2 separate regions of the Sus scrofa genome follow, and region 2 is linked to region 1. A link is a contact called in public Hi-C data. All regions are on one chromosome and are shown on one strand. Each heading gives the region's core, a stretch centred on a gene start, on an enhancer-like site or on the middle of the called end of the contact. The rest is flanking DNA. Distances are from core to core; before and after follow the strand shown. Region 1 holds the start of TSPAN33 (tetraspanin-33). Region 2 holds the start of LOC110257580 (collagen alpha-1(I) chain-like).

The links. Hi-C and Micro-C count contacts between places; a contact is called where the count stands out from the background.
Region 2: a Hi-C map of epiblast stem cells shows a contact between it and region 1, with 2.1 times the contacts expected there. The contact joins the promoter of LOC110257580 here to the promoter of TSPAN33 in region 1. A contact is called at or near these places in 1 of 5 promoter capture datasets (liver) and 1 of 47 Hi-C or Micro-C datasets (epiblast stem cells).

The regions. Positions count from the first base shown.
Region 1 is chr18:19,510,032-19,516,715 of Sscrofa11.1, forward strand. It overlaps TSPAN33 (tetraspanin-33), which reads right to left and starts at 4,330. Exons shown (of 8, transcript XM_003134681.4): 1 at 3,980-4,330. The coding sequence starts at 4,081.
Region 2 is chr18:19,737,696-19,745,061 of Sscrofa11.1, forward strand. LOC110257580 (collagen alpha-1(I) chain-like) reads left to right here and starts at 4,980. Exons shown (of 9, transcript XR_002340383.1): 1 at 4,980-5,523; 2 at 6,729-7,058; 3 at 7,132-7,290. KCP (kielin/chordin-like protein) reads left to right here. Exons shown (of 43, transcript XM_013990798.1): 37 at 22-164; 38 at 431-603; 39 at 686-797; 40 at 873-974; 41 at 2,495-2,659; 42 at 3,103-3,409; 43 at 3,529-3,946. The coding sequence ends at 3,797.

The sequences.
Region 1 (6,684 bases), core at 3,080-5,579:
TGTTCCCGGGTTTTTGAGGCAGCAACTCTGTGCGAAACCAGCTCTTAGTTTTCTCCCTCTGGATTGGATGGAACTGTCCTGCTGGAGTGGAGTCCGCAGGGCTCTTTTCCCTCCAATGTCTGGGCCAAGCCTTTAGCTCCTTCCTTAGACTGTGGCTGGTTTTGGTTTTTCAAGATTATAAATGAGGAAGGGAAGTACACAAGGGCTCATGGTAGTATAAACACTCAAATTCATGGCCCTGGGATTACTAGCCTGACAGAGAGTCTGCTATCAAGACTCTGAGAGATGCTACCTACATGTTTTCCTTATTCTTTTTTTTTTTTTGCTTTTTAGGGCGGTACTCGCGGCATATGAAGGTTTCCAGAATAGGGGTCGAATCAGAGTTACGGCTGCCTGTCTGCCACAGCCACAGCCACACAGGATCCGAGCCGCGTCTGTAACCTATACCACAGTTCACAGCAACGCCAGATCCTTAACCCCCTGAGCGAGGCCAGGGATCGAACCTGCAACCTCAGATTTGTTAACCACTGAGCCACGACAGGAACTCTCCCTTATTCTTTTCAAAGTCTGCTTGAAGTTTATGTTTTTCTACTCGGTACAGATGCAGAGCTATCTGAGGAGTTAAAAAGGCATACATGTGACTTGACAGCAAAGAGTGTGGTTCTTGTTTTCATTCTTGGTGGTGGTGGTGGGGTTTTTATAAAAATAATGTGATAATTCATTTATTGCAGCCATCTCGTCTATGGGGAAAGGAGGGGAAAAACAGGGGCAGAAATGGGCGCTGCCTCCTAGCACATTTAGATGGGGGGGAGTGTGTGCTGGGGGGTTGGCATGCCCAAGACTGATAAAGCATGTACCAGTCCACTGCCTTCCTTCTGCACAGGGAACAGAATACAGAGAGATAAGGAAAGTCAGCTACTTCTTAACTGAAAGACTAAAATACAACTTTTGTGATCTTGGGGCAAATCTCTAAGCCATGGGATCTAGTAACCCGGTAGCATAATTCTGGGGAGAAAATCAGAACTTCTGGGCAAAAACGGAAGTGAAAATTGAAACACGAACAGGAAGAATTGGTCCTTGTCCCAAAGGAACCAGAAGCTTTCTGTGTCAGACTCCGGATGCCCCAAGGATCAGGGCCCCTAGAGTAGGAAGAGGGATAGCCACTGACATCCCTGCCACCACTGTCCCCCTGCCACCATAGCGTATGAGCCCAGACGATGTTGGCCACCTTCCTGATGTGACCCAGGCCCAGACACAAACACCATCCATACACAGTCCCCCGGCAGCTGGCCAGAAGATGCACTCTGCTCAGAAAAGAAGTGGGCCTACAGTCCCAACCACGGGTGCCTTCTGGAAAGGGGGAGTTTGATTAGGATGGTGGAAGCCTGCAAAAAAGAAACCACAGTAACCAGTCCCTAAAGAGGGGATGGGAAGAAAGATGACCCCTGATTTGGGGAAACAGCTCTTCATCTCTGGCTGGACTTATGTGGAATGGACTCTGTGGCTCTGGACCTGGGAGAGAAGTGACATTCAGTAATGCTGAAAAAGTACTGTCCCCTGGGAAGGTCAATGTCCCAAGGATACTGGGACACAAGAGAAATGCATCTTTAGATCCAGCCCCAGGTCTTGAAGAAAGAAAACTGTCCCCAAAGTGATGCATTCATCTTTAAATAGTTCACAGAGGCAGAAAAAATTCTCCTTTAGAGGAGAAAGATTAAGGACAGAGAGACAGATATATTGGCTTAGGGTCACACAGTTAAGTTGGTGCCAGAAAGAAACTGGGCCTCTTGTCCTTCGGTGTGCTATTTCTAGAGCCTCTGACTTTTTATAAGTCTAAAGTAGGACCAAGAAGGGGCTCTTCTCTAATTTGAGGTGGTGCCAGCTTGGTTGGCCAGGTCCTCTGACCTTGAAGGAAGCATTCGTACCAAGATAAATGGGTCTATGGAGCCAAACTTTCTCCCTGGCTATGATGTCCCAAAGTCATTTATCCGGTGAAAGGCTGGTGGGATGGAGTGGGGAAGTCCAAGAAAATGACCATGAATGCAAGTGTAACAGATGCATCCAGCTGTTATCACCAGGGACCACAGATTAAGGTGAAGCGCCAAAGCCTCCAAAGGAGATGCAAAGTTTTAGCTGACAGAGAGAGTCAGCATGAAGAGCTGAGATCTCTGGGATGCTAGTGCTGGCTCTGAGGATGGCACGTCATTGGCCTGGAACAGACAGTGAGCAAGTAGGAGGGTTCTCCAGGACCTGCCCCTAAGTGGGGGTTCCCCTTAGGACATTCCCCAGCCTGGCAGAGTGGTGGCAAGATTTTCTTCAGTTCTTCCCTGACCTCCAGCTGAAATAGAGCCTACACCGTGGACTAGTTGACTAGTTAACTACTAATACTGCTAACACCAGCTATTGTAGCAGCTGTCTGGGCCAAGAACTTCCCCCTAGAGGCACTGTGGCTCAGTAGAAAAACCACCAGATCAAGCCACTAACCATCTGTTGGACCTAGCGTGAAACAACATCTCTGCGCTTTGGCTTTCTCATTTATAAAATGTGGGTCCTGGACAAGACATCTTCCCAAAATGTTTTTTCCAGTTCTAAAACTGAGAATTTGTTAGGAGTTCAAACTTCATTCTTCCCAGTACAATGGCTGAGAATGAGCTGTCATCACCACCCTTTGAGATTTCTCTCATTTTTCCCAACAGGCTAGCACTTAGGTACTTGGTGTGTGTTCACACCATGGCCCCCGTGAAACCTTTCCAGCAACTTGCTTAGATGCCTAGTCTGCACCCTCTCCTAGGAAATATATTTTAGACTCCTTCCTCCTGCAAGTCTGAACTTTAGGTCTCAGGCAGAGGTGGGCAAGTGTAATGGGCTCCGAGAGCCGCAGCTCTGATGTAGTTGGTGCCGGAAGAAAATCAGGGAATCTGGAGGTCGGGGTGGGGGTCGGGGTGTGTATGGTGGGTCCCACTATGTTCTCAAACCCGGAGGGCCTCAGGGATTCTCTAGACATGAAACAGGATTGAGCTAGCATTTCAAGATCTGGTCCAGCTGCATTCACAGCTCCAGCAGAGTATTTCCGACATCCTTGATCATGTGGCGTTTGATTTTACGGAGGAGAGACCAAGGCCTACAGAGGTGAGCGTATGGCCCAGGTTAGTCAAGTTAACAATTAATGGCAGAGTGGGGATGAAAATCCAGGCAGCCCCAGTCCAACATTTTTTTCCACTTTTCCAGCCCTAAGCAGAAGATTCTGAAAGGACCCCTGACCTTCCAGTCAAACACAGGGTCCTATTTAAAGAATCTGAAGACTGTCAAACTCCAGGGGCTAGAGTCTGGTCCCGAGCAAGGTGAGGCAAAGTTTGAGACAGTGCTGGGAAAGGCATCTACACCCGGAGGCCATTCCTGTCCTTTTTCCGCCTTTTGCGGGGGGGAAGGGAGGGTAGAGGCCTGCAAAAGGAAGAGATGAGAGCCCCTTAACCCCTTCTCTCTGAGGTAAGGGAGAAGGAAGGTTTGGGTTTCCCCCTCTTCCTCTTTTCTTTGCTATCAGGGCCTCCCAGGCCAAAAAATCCCCCAACGATGGGATTTTTAACTACTAAGACTGCTAACACGTATCAGTGGGTCTGCCTTCGACCAACAAGAAAACCCACTCCTCCCGCTCAAACCCACCTTTTTTTTTTTTTTTTTTTTTTTTTGGCCTAAAACAGACCCTCCTCCGCTGCCCATGGAATACCCATAAGTCTTTACTGAATCCCTTGCAGACCCCCCCCACCCCAACACCCCCTACACACAAGGCGTCACTGTGGTGTCCCTGCCTAGGATAAATTACCCCAAAGTGCGGTCTTCCCGGAAAACTAGGCAGTGCGGCTCACCACGCTCGCCTCGAACCCGGCATCCGGGGACAACCCTCCTCAGCCGCGGGCAGCCCACTCAGCCCTCCAGGGGGTGCCCTGCCGCCCAGATGCCCCCACGAGCCCCCAAGACTCACCCAGAAGAGCATGTTGAAGAAGAAGAGCAGGTATTTCACCAGCGGGCTGACGAAGGAGAAGTCCTCCCCGTAGGCAGCCGGCGCCCGGGGTCTCCGGGCCATGGTCCAGCCGCCGCCGCCCCCGGGGGCCTATCTCCCCGCGGCGGCCGGCCCACCTGAGCGCTCCGCGCCGGGAGGCATGAGCCGCGCCACCGCTGGAGCCCGAGCGGCGGCGAAGCTGCGGCGCGGCGGGAGGTGCCCGCGCCGTGCGTCCGGAAGAAGCGCGGGCTGAGGAACGGCGCCGCCACTGGAGCCGCCGGGAGTCGCGGGAGCCACCGCGGGCAGCGTGAGCGGCTGAGACTCCGCTGCGGCCAGAGGACCAGCCCGGCCCGCCGGGCTCCCAGGAAACCGGGCCCGCCCCAGGCCGCCCATTGGTTGGTCTGCCAAAACCCGACTTCTCATTGGCCAGCCTCTGGTGTCACTTAGTGTCCAACCATCCCTCTTTTCTGAAAGGCGGGGGAGACACCTGTTCTGCGAGGGACAACTTGTTAAAGGGTCAGTGATTCTGCCTCCACCCTCAAGAAGAAAACATCCAGGCTGCAGCTATTCAAGGGAAAAAGGATCAGAAGGAATGCACGCTGCATCACACACCCACTCCTCTACGCAGTTGCTGTGCACCATATGCAAACACACATACACTAAAATCAACAAGTACGTAGACCATATGTTGAGCAATGCGCTGAAAACTGTGGGACACAAGAATCCGGGGTTGAGGGGGATGACAATAAAATCAGAGACAAAACGAACCTACATATAGCAATTGAGAATATTTAAGAGTAGCTGCAGTCCTGTTTAGTAACTAGATATATACGTATTTATGTATATATATTTATGTATATGTGGGGTTTTTTTGTTTTGTTTTGTTTTGTTTTGCCGCACCAGCTGGCATGTGGAAGTTCCCAGGCCAGGAGTTGAACCCGTACCACAGCAGCTACCAGAGCCACTGCAGTGATAACACTGCATCCTTAACCTGCTGCACCACAAGGGAACTCCAGTAACTGCATATTTTAAATGCTTATTTCAAAAACTCTATAACCCAATGGTGGAAATTTGGAAACATCACCAACAATGCTACCATCCTAATTCATCACCGTTTCAATCCTCACCTCCCTATTTAAGTCTTGGTGTCTTGGTCTACACCGGTTTTAAACACGGTGATCTGGCACGCACAGGTTGAGTGAAATGTAGGTGGTGGACCCTGCCTGGCTACCATAAGTAACACAAACACGAATGCTGAAGACTGTTTGTATCACCACCCCCAACCCAAACTCAGATGTTGAAATCTTGCCTCCCAAGGTTATGGTATTAAAGATGGGGCCTGGGGTGGGGGTGGGGGGGTGGTTTTGCTTAGGTCACAAGAAATGGAGCTTTCATGAATGGGATTAGTGCCTTTGTAAAAGAGACCCTAGAGCGCTCCCTAACCCTCTCTGCCAGGTTAGGACACAGCGAGAAGACAGCTGCCTAGGAATCAGGAAGTAGGCTCTCACCAGAAATTGAATCTGTGGGTGTCTAGATCTTGGACTTTCTAGCCTCCAGAACTGTGAGAAATATATTTCTGTTGTTTATAAGCCACTCAGTTCATAGCAGTTTCTTTATAACAGTCTGAACAGAGTAAAACAATTATTTCAGCCTCATCAGTTGTATGACTTGGGCCAACTTCTTAATCTCCCTGAGTCTTATTTTCTTTCATGTTACCTAGGGAAGGTGCTGGCCTAATAACATTGACGTGAGGATTAAATGAGATAATGCACACAAATCACTTAGCATAGTTTGGCATATAGAAGGGCTCACCAAATGCAATATTTTGTTTGAACAGAATTTAGAATCCTGTCAGGAAATATGGTAATTGCACAAATAACTATAACATATTTAGTGGAGAGTTGGTGAAGATAGCATGGCCAGTGAAATTGGAGGAGGATAATATTTAGAATAGCAGAGACGAAGGAGAAAAGTAATCCAGGTGAACCAAAGGTGAACCAGAGCCTGGAGCTGCAAAAGCACACTGTGTGTTTACTGAAAAATAAGCAGACCGGTTTGCCTTGAGCATAGGTGATGCTCAGTATGGCAGTGGAAGGTAATGCTGATTGACGCCAGTCTATGCTGAATTGACTTAAAATCATGGAGGGACTTGAATATCAGATTGGGGAGTTAGCATCTAATTGATTTGGAAACCAATTAAATTTGGAAGAAAGGAATAATGTCAGACCTGCTTTTTTTTCAGTAAGAGTGAGAAAGAGACTGAGAGGAAGATTTGTTGGAAGATCACTGTTCAGGAGTTCCCTGGTTTGTCACTGCCGTTGTGCGGGTTCGATCCCTGGCTGGGAAATTTTGCATGCTACGGGCGCAGCCAGAAAAAAGAAGAAGAAGAAGAAGAGAGAAGATCATTATTAATAGCCTAGATAATCAGACATTAAGATATTTAGGAGAAATGGACAGATCTGATGGGAAGAGATAGAAGTGAAGATAGAATCTGGGAAGATAGAAACTCTAAGGCTTGGCTATGCTGGGAGGTAAGGGGGATAGCAGCGCCAGGGTTTGGGGGAGTCTAAGAAGTGAGCCAAGGCCGGGTTACTGGGAGTTTGGCCATTAACAGCTTAAGGTGACCACTTGGAAATTGAGTATGAAGTGGGTGGGGTGGGGAGAAGCCGTTTTATAAGAGGTTAAGG
Region 2 (7,366 bases), core at 3,730-6,229, 230 kb after region 1:
CACCCCTTCCTGTCCCCTCAGCCCCCGCCCAGTCCTGCTTGCACCAGGGCCAGCAGGTGGCCTCTGGGGAGCACTGGGCCGTGGATGCCTGCACCAGCTGTTCCTGCGTGGCGGGCACCGTGCGCTGCCACAGCCAGCGCTGCCCTCTGCTCTTCTGCAATCCGGTGAGTGCCGAGGTCTGGACCTGGTAGGATCTGAGGGGAGGAAGCAGGGAGGCATCGCCCTCTCGGTCAGCTGCAAGAGAGGAGGCTGGGCTTGTCCAGGTCCTGCAGTTCCCGATGTGGCCACGAGGTGGCGTCCTGACCCCGCCAGCAGGGAGCCCGGGAGCCCTGGTGATTCCTGGGCGATCCTCTCCCCTCCGGGAGGCTCTGCTTTGGGGGCCGCCGGGAAGGCGGCTTGTTTGTCTGACAGTGACTGGGGCGGAGGCCAGGACGAGGCCCCGGCCCTGAATCCCGGCAGCTGCTGCCCGCACTGTCTGCCCCGGCCCGCTTCCTGCATGGCCTTCGGAGATCCTCATTACCGCACCTTCGACGGCCGCCTGCTGCACTTCCAGGGCAGCTGCAGCTATGTGCTGGCCAAGGACTGCCGTGGAGGGAACTTCAGGTGCGCAACTCCCTCTGCCTTCTCCCTGATCCCGCTACTCCTGTCCCGGCTGACCACTGCGCCCGGGCCTTCCACACCGCAGCGTGCACGTGACCAACGATGACAGGGGCCGGAGTGGCGTGTCCTGGACCCAGGAGGTGGCGGTGTTGCTGGGTGACGTGACCGTGCAGCTACTGCAGGGCAGGGTGGTCACGGTGAGCAGAGCTGAGGACCCAGGGAAGGTCGGTCGGGCTGTTGACTCGTGCCTGCTGACGTTGCTTCTCCTCCAGGTGGATGGACGCCCAGTGGCCTTGCCCTCCCTGCGGGAGCCTCTTCTGTACGCGGAGCTGCGGGGACGCACGGTGATCCTGCATGCCCAGTCAGGGCTCCAGGTGCCACCCGGTCGAGCGGAGGGCAGGGGAGCCTCAGGCCTGTTCAAGCGTCTGTCATCTGTAGAGGGAGTGGGGATACCAGCTACCTTCCAGGCCGTATGAGGCCAAGGAGGTGATTTCGTTCTGCTGGATTCGGAGGGGAGGGGAGCAATCAGGGTTAGACACCTCCAGGTGCAATGAAAGGAGTTCTGAGCCTGGTTTCTAATCTTGACTCAGTCACAAAACACCAGGGTACTCTCTCTCTCTTTCTCTTTTTTTTTGGGGGGGGGGCACACCAGTGGCATATATAAGTTCCCAGGATAGGGGTCAAATTGGAGCTGTAGCTGCTGGCCTACACCATAGCCATAGCCATAGCAATGCAGGATCTGAGCCTCATCTGTGGCAGCTCACGGCAATGCCAGATCCTGTACCCCACAGAGCGAGGCCGGGTTTGAACCTGCATTCTCATGGATGCTAGTCAGATTCGTTAACCACTGAGCCGCGATGGGAATTCCACACCAGGGTTCTTAAGCCATTACCTTAGGCCAGTCCTCTCTGGGCCTCAGCTTTCCTGTCTGTCAAATGGGGAAAGGGTTAGTTGAGGGAAGGTGTCAACTAAGGTCTCTTAGGTGGTTTCAGGGATTCCTTCCAGTTCGCATGTCGAAGAGTAATTCACTCCCCTGCCTCCAGCAACAAGCACATTTGTAAATTTATAAAATAAGACTTGTCTAAACTTATGACACAGACTCCAGGAGGTCCCCTTGTGGCTCAGTGGAAGTGAATATGACTAGTATCCATGAGAATTTGGGTTCAATCCCTGGCCTTAGTGGGTTAAGGATCCAGCATTGCTGTGAGCTGTGGTGTAGGTTGCAGACTTGGCTTGGATCCTGCATTGCTGTGGCTATGGCTTAGGCTGGCATTTGCAGCTCCGATTTGACGCCTAGCCTGGGAACTTCCATATTGTGTAGATGCGGCCCTAAACATGCACACACGTACACAAAAACTTATGATACAAAACTTATGATACAGACTAATTAGGCTTTGGGGGCACAGTTCAGGAATGGTGACGGGAGAAGGTCCCCTCCTGAGAGAGCTGTGGGTAGCTCTTGGCATCTTCTATGTTTGCCCAGGACTGACACAGCAGGTGCCTTGCCTGACCTTGGCCTGCACAGCCTCCCTTCCAGAAAGTGCCTCCATCTGTCCATTCTCCTCCCCTACAGCAGGGGGCGCGCTGACTCAGTGCCTACAGCCAGGCAGGATAGGCCCTGGGCTTTTGTTTTGGTTTTTTTTTTTTAGATTTTTATTTTTTCTATTATAGTTGATTTACAATGTTCTGTCAATTTCTGCTGTACAGCAAAGTGACCCAGTCATATAGATATATATACACATATACACACATTTTCTCACATCCTTCTCCATCATGTCCCATCACAAGTGACTAGACCTAGTCCCCAGCGCAGTACAGCAGGATCTCATCGTGGCCCTGGGCTTCGAGCGGGCCCTGCATTTCCCCACTCGCCACTCCCAGCCTCTCTGTGCAGGTGCTGTGGGATGGGCAGTCCCAGGTGGAGGTGAGAGTGCCCGGCTCCTACCGGGGCCAGGTTTGTGGGCTCTGTGGCAACTTCAATGGCTTTGCCCAGGATGATCTGCGCGGCCCTGAGGGGATGCTCCTGTCCACTGAGGCTGCCTTCGGGAATAGCTGGCAGGTGAGTGGCACAGGAGTTGGGGGGCTGGGGAGGCTCAGTTGAGTATGAGTCTCAGAACTGCCCTCTCTCTGCTATGGAAAGAAGGGTTGGACACAAGATGGGCTTGGGGCCTTTCAGGGAGGTTTGGGGGCTTCTCACCTGTCATGGTGCTGGAGGAGGCAGGATGGCCTGTTGAAAGGGATCTCATCATCTGAATCCCCAACCCTGCTTTGCCACTCACTGGCTGTCTGATCTTGGACAAGTCACTTTGCTGCTCTGGGCCTTACATTGTCCATCTGTAAAATGGGCACAAAGGAAAAGGTGCTGATGCTTCCTTTGTCATTCTTGTGAGAGGTTTTTGAGGCTAAAACAAATGCATTTTGTGAAAACTGCTTTGAAGGCACAGCACACAAAGGTCAGCTGCCAGCGGGTGCTGTTATGTCAGGGTTGCTCTCTCCACTTAGGTCCCAGAGGGGCCCGGACCTGGTCGGCCCTGTTCCAAGGGCCGAGAAGTGGATCCGTGCCGGGCAGCAGGGTACCGTGCCAGGCGGGAGGCCAATGCCCGGTGTGGGGTGCTCAAGTCCTCCACGTTCAGTCGCTGCCACGCTGTGGTGCCACCGGAGCCCTTCTTCGCCGCCTGCGTGTATGACCTCTGTGCCTGTGGCCTTGGCTCCGCGGCTGACACCTGCCTCTGTGATGTCCTGGAAGCGTATGCCAGCCACTGTCGCCAAGCAGGGGTGACGCCTGCCTGGCGGGGCCCCACGCTCTGTGGTGAGGGGATATGCCCAGTGCAAGTTGGGGAAGGGATGGCCCAGGGTAGGTACAGGGAGGGTCACATGGGGTGAGCCTGGGGACTGGAACAGTGACCATGCCTTGCCCTCCGCCTGCAGTGGTGGGCTGCCCCCTGGACCGTGGCTTCATGTTCGATGAGTGTGGCCCGCCTTGTCCCCGCACCTGCTTCAACCAGCACGTGCCCCTGGGGGAGCTGGCGGCACACTGCGTGAGGCCCTGCGTGCCTGGCTGCCAGTGCCCTGCGGGCCTGGTGGAGCACGAGGCCCACTGCATCCCACCGGAGGCCTGCCCCCAAGTCCTCCTCACTGGGGACCAGCTACCCAGCACTCTACCCAGCCCCAGCCGGGAGCCCCAGGGGCCACCCTGAGCCAAGACAACACTGACCAGGACGCATCAGGCCAGAAGTCTTACCTCCAAGAGCAGCTGTCACCCTGCCTGGGCACTGGGGAGGGGTCCCACAGAGACCCTGGCCATGTTGAGTCAGAAGCAGTAAATGAGGGCCTGCCCTGAGATTTCCTTGTGTGTTTGTGTGTTTCCTCCCGGTGTGGGGGTTTGGGTGGGGGTGGGGGCTGCTTGGAACATGGGGTCCAGAGGTGAGTGTCCCCAGAGGCAGGATGGTGGCAGGGTGGTGGCTCAGACTGGACCTCACTCACTTTCCGCACCTGTATCCCAGGGCTGCCTGGGAAGTCCTGCAGTGAGCAGCAGGAGGACCCAGTGTCCTGGTCCCAGCCCTGCGTTTATACGTAGAGGGTTGTGGGGCCCTCTGTGGATCCAGGGGGAACCATGCAAGGGCTGAGCTGTGTGGGGAAGGGGCTCTGTCCCCACATACCCTCCCCTTTCCTCTTGGTCTGGGGGCTGCTGGGTGCTCCGGCACCTCCTGGGCCACTTTAAGAGCTGGAGACACAGAGACCCCACACCTGGGATGGGAAACGGGAGAGACAGTGTGTCTATGGTGAAATATAGACACATGTGATGAAACACACACACACACACACACACACACACACGTTCATAAACCCAGATAAACACATGCATGTGCCGGTTGTGTTTTGCAGCTCCCTTGGTGGACATGTGGGCAGGGGACACACATGCAGCTTTCAAAGACATGCTCTTTTTTTTCTTTTTTCTTTTCCTTTTTTAGGGCTGCACCTGTGGCATATGGAGGTTCCCAGGCTAGGGGTTGAATTGGAGCTATGGCTGCCAGCCACAGCCACAGCCACAGCAACATGGGATCCGAGCCACATCTGTGACCTACACCACAGGTCACAGCAATGCCAGATCCTTAACCCACTGAGCAAGGCCAGGGATTGAACCCCCATCCTCATGGACACTAGTTGGATTCGTTTCCCTGCGCCACAACAGGAACTCTCTTTTTTGGTCTTTTTTAGGGCTGCACCCGTGGCACATGGAGGTTCCCAGGCTAGGGGTGGAATCGGAGCTATAGCTGCTGGCCTACGCCACAGCCACAGCAATGCGGGAACCGAGCCGCGTCTGTGACCTACACCACACACAGCTCACGGCAATGCTGGATCCTTAACCCACTGAGCGAGGCCAGGGATGGAACCTCAACCTCATGGATACTAGTCGGGTTTGTAACCCACTGCACCACAGTGGGAACTTCCTCGAAGATATCCTTAGAGTGGGAAGCACGTGGGTTTTGAAATAGAAAAACCATCTATTTCTTTGCCAAGAAAAATCTCTTTTCAAGGCTATGTGACCTTGGTATTTCAGGGAGCTTAACTAAAAGATGAGGGTTCAGGGGACTTGAGTCTTTTGGAGGGGACCCTGGTATTCCAACAGGGAATGAAGAGAGGGCAGTGGGCTGAACCGAGACCCCTGCCTGCATGCTCAGCCTGCTTCGGCTGGGGCCCCTTTCATGGAGCGGTTACAAAGTGGCAGGCGGGCCAGGCTGCTCATGACAGCAGGGAATGTGAAGATCACAGACACTTCACATACCCAGCCCGTCCCCTTGTCGTAACACGTTCCAACTGCGCCCTCTTCTGTTGTGTCTCACGTGTTGCAGGGAATACACGCAGTGACTGATGGACAGCTTGGAGCCGGTGCTGGGGGAGCTCGCGGCTCTCTGTCTCTGGGTGAGAGTGACGGTGGCGCGTGTTATTTAGGGCAACGCAGTCTTTGGGGCCCAGTTTTCTTATCTATAACATGGGGACAAAAATGATACCGCCTACTTCATAGAGTTGCTTCAAGGAAGGATTAGGTGTATGCAGCCTTTCGTGACCTGGCAGGGCGTGAGCTGTTGGGAGCTGCTGTCTGCATCGGGCGTAGTGCACATCGATACAACGCAGCAGCGGGCGTCTTAGGAACAGTCGACATTTGAGCAACACGGGTTTGAACTGCACGGGTCTGCTTATACCCGGACTTTTCTCATAGTAAGCACTGCAGTACAACACCATCTGAGGTAGGGTGAATCTCAGATATGGAGGACCAACTATAAGCTGTATGCGGATTTTTTTTTTTTTTTTTTTTTTTTTTTTGCTTTTTAGGGCCGCACCCATGGCATATGGAGGTTCCCAGGGTAGGGGTCGAATCGGAGCTACAGCTGCTGCTCTACACCACAGCCACAGCCACAGCAACGCCAGATCTGAGCTGTGTCTTTGACCTACACCACAGCTCATGGCAACGCCAGATCCTTAACCCACTGAGTGAGGCCTGGGATTGAACCCTCAACCTCATGGTTCCTAGTCGGATTCGTTTCTGCCGCACCACTCCTACATGTGGATTTTTGATTGGGGTGGGGCCCCCAACCCCCGAATTTTTTAAGGTTCACCTGTGTATATAAAACATATGCTTGGGAGTTCCCATTGTGGCTCATTGGATTAAGAGCCTGACTAGTATCCATAAGGACACAGATTCGATCCCTGGCTTTGCTAAGTGGGTTAAGGATCTGGTGTTGCCTGAGCTATGGTTGGATCCCACATCGCTGTGGCTGTGGTGTAGGCTGCCAGCTGGAGCTCCAATTCGACCCCTAGCCTGGGAACTTCCATGTGCTTCGGGTGCAGCCTCAAAAAGACAAACAAAACTGCCAAGGCTCACTGGGAACTGCCAGCGAGCACAGGCACACCCCTCTCTCCCTGTCAGGGCCTTCACCTGACACTGCCGCCCATGTGGCCAAGACACCTGCATCAGAGTCGGCCAGCGTCTCTGTGACACTTGGCTGAAGCCCAGGCCCTGGCTCAGATGTCATTATTGCATTATGGACGCCCTACATTATTGATCTCAGGAGCCTCTGGCTCCTCCTTGCTCTGTTCCCAGCTCCTGGCCCTCCTTTTCTCTCCAGGAGCAGCAGGAGAGGAGGGGAAACGTCAGCCCTGGCCCCCTACCCCATGGAGCAGGCAGCTACACCCGGGGGCCTAGGGCTCCCTTGCAGCCCCCAGCAGGCCTTGGTGCTGTACCAGCACCTCTTCAGGTGCCCCGCAGACCTGGGCCAGCTCCAGGTTGCCCTGCAGCAGGTGAGAGCAGCAGGGCTCCGTCTCTGAGGGGCAGGGTCTCCGTGGGGTCTGACTCTACTTTGCCTCCCCAGGTACAAGAGGGCCAGGCCTGCTGCTCAGGCTTGGAACTACCCACTGCCCTGCTGCAGATGGAGCGGAGGCGGCGGGCCCAGGAGCAGGTAGGGGCCGGGGTGGTGGTGGCAAGGGTAGCGTGGGTGACCCTTGACACCCTGGCACCCTATCTTCCTACAGCTCCTGTGGGACTTGGAGCTGCTGACTGGGGCGGGGCTGGGCCTCTTCTGGCCCCCCTGGGCCCAGTTCTGCGGTCTGAGAGGCCAGGCCCAGGGTGCAGGGAGCCAGCGCAGCAAGCTCTGCGGGAGGATGGAAAGCGCTGAGCGGCTGATGAGAGAGGTGAGCTGGAGCGTGGCTGAGGGCGGGGGCCCAGTGACACACGGAGTCCAGAAGTAGGAGTATGGGCTTTGGAGAC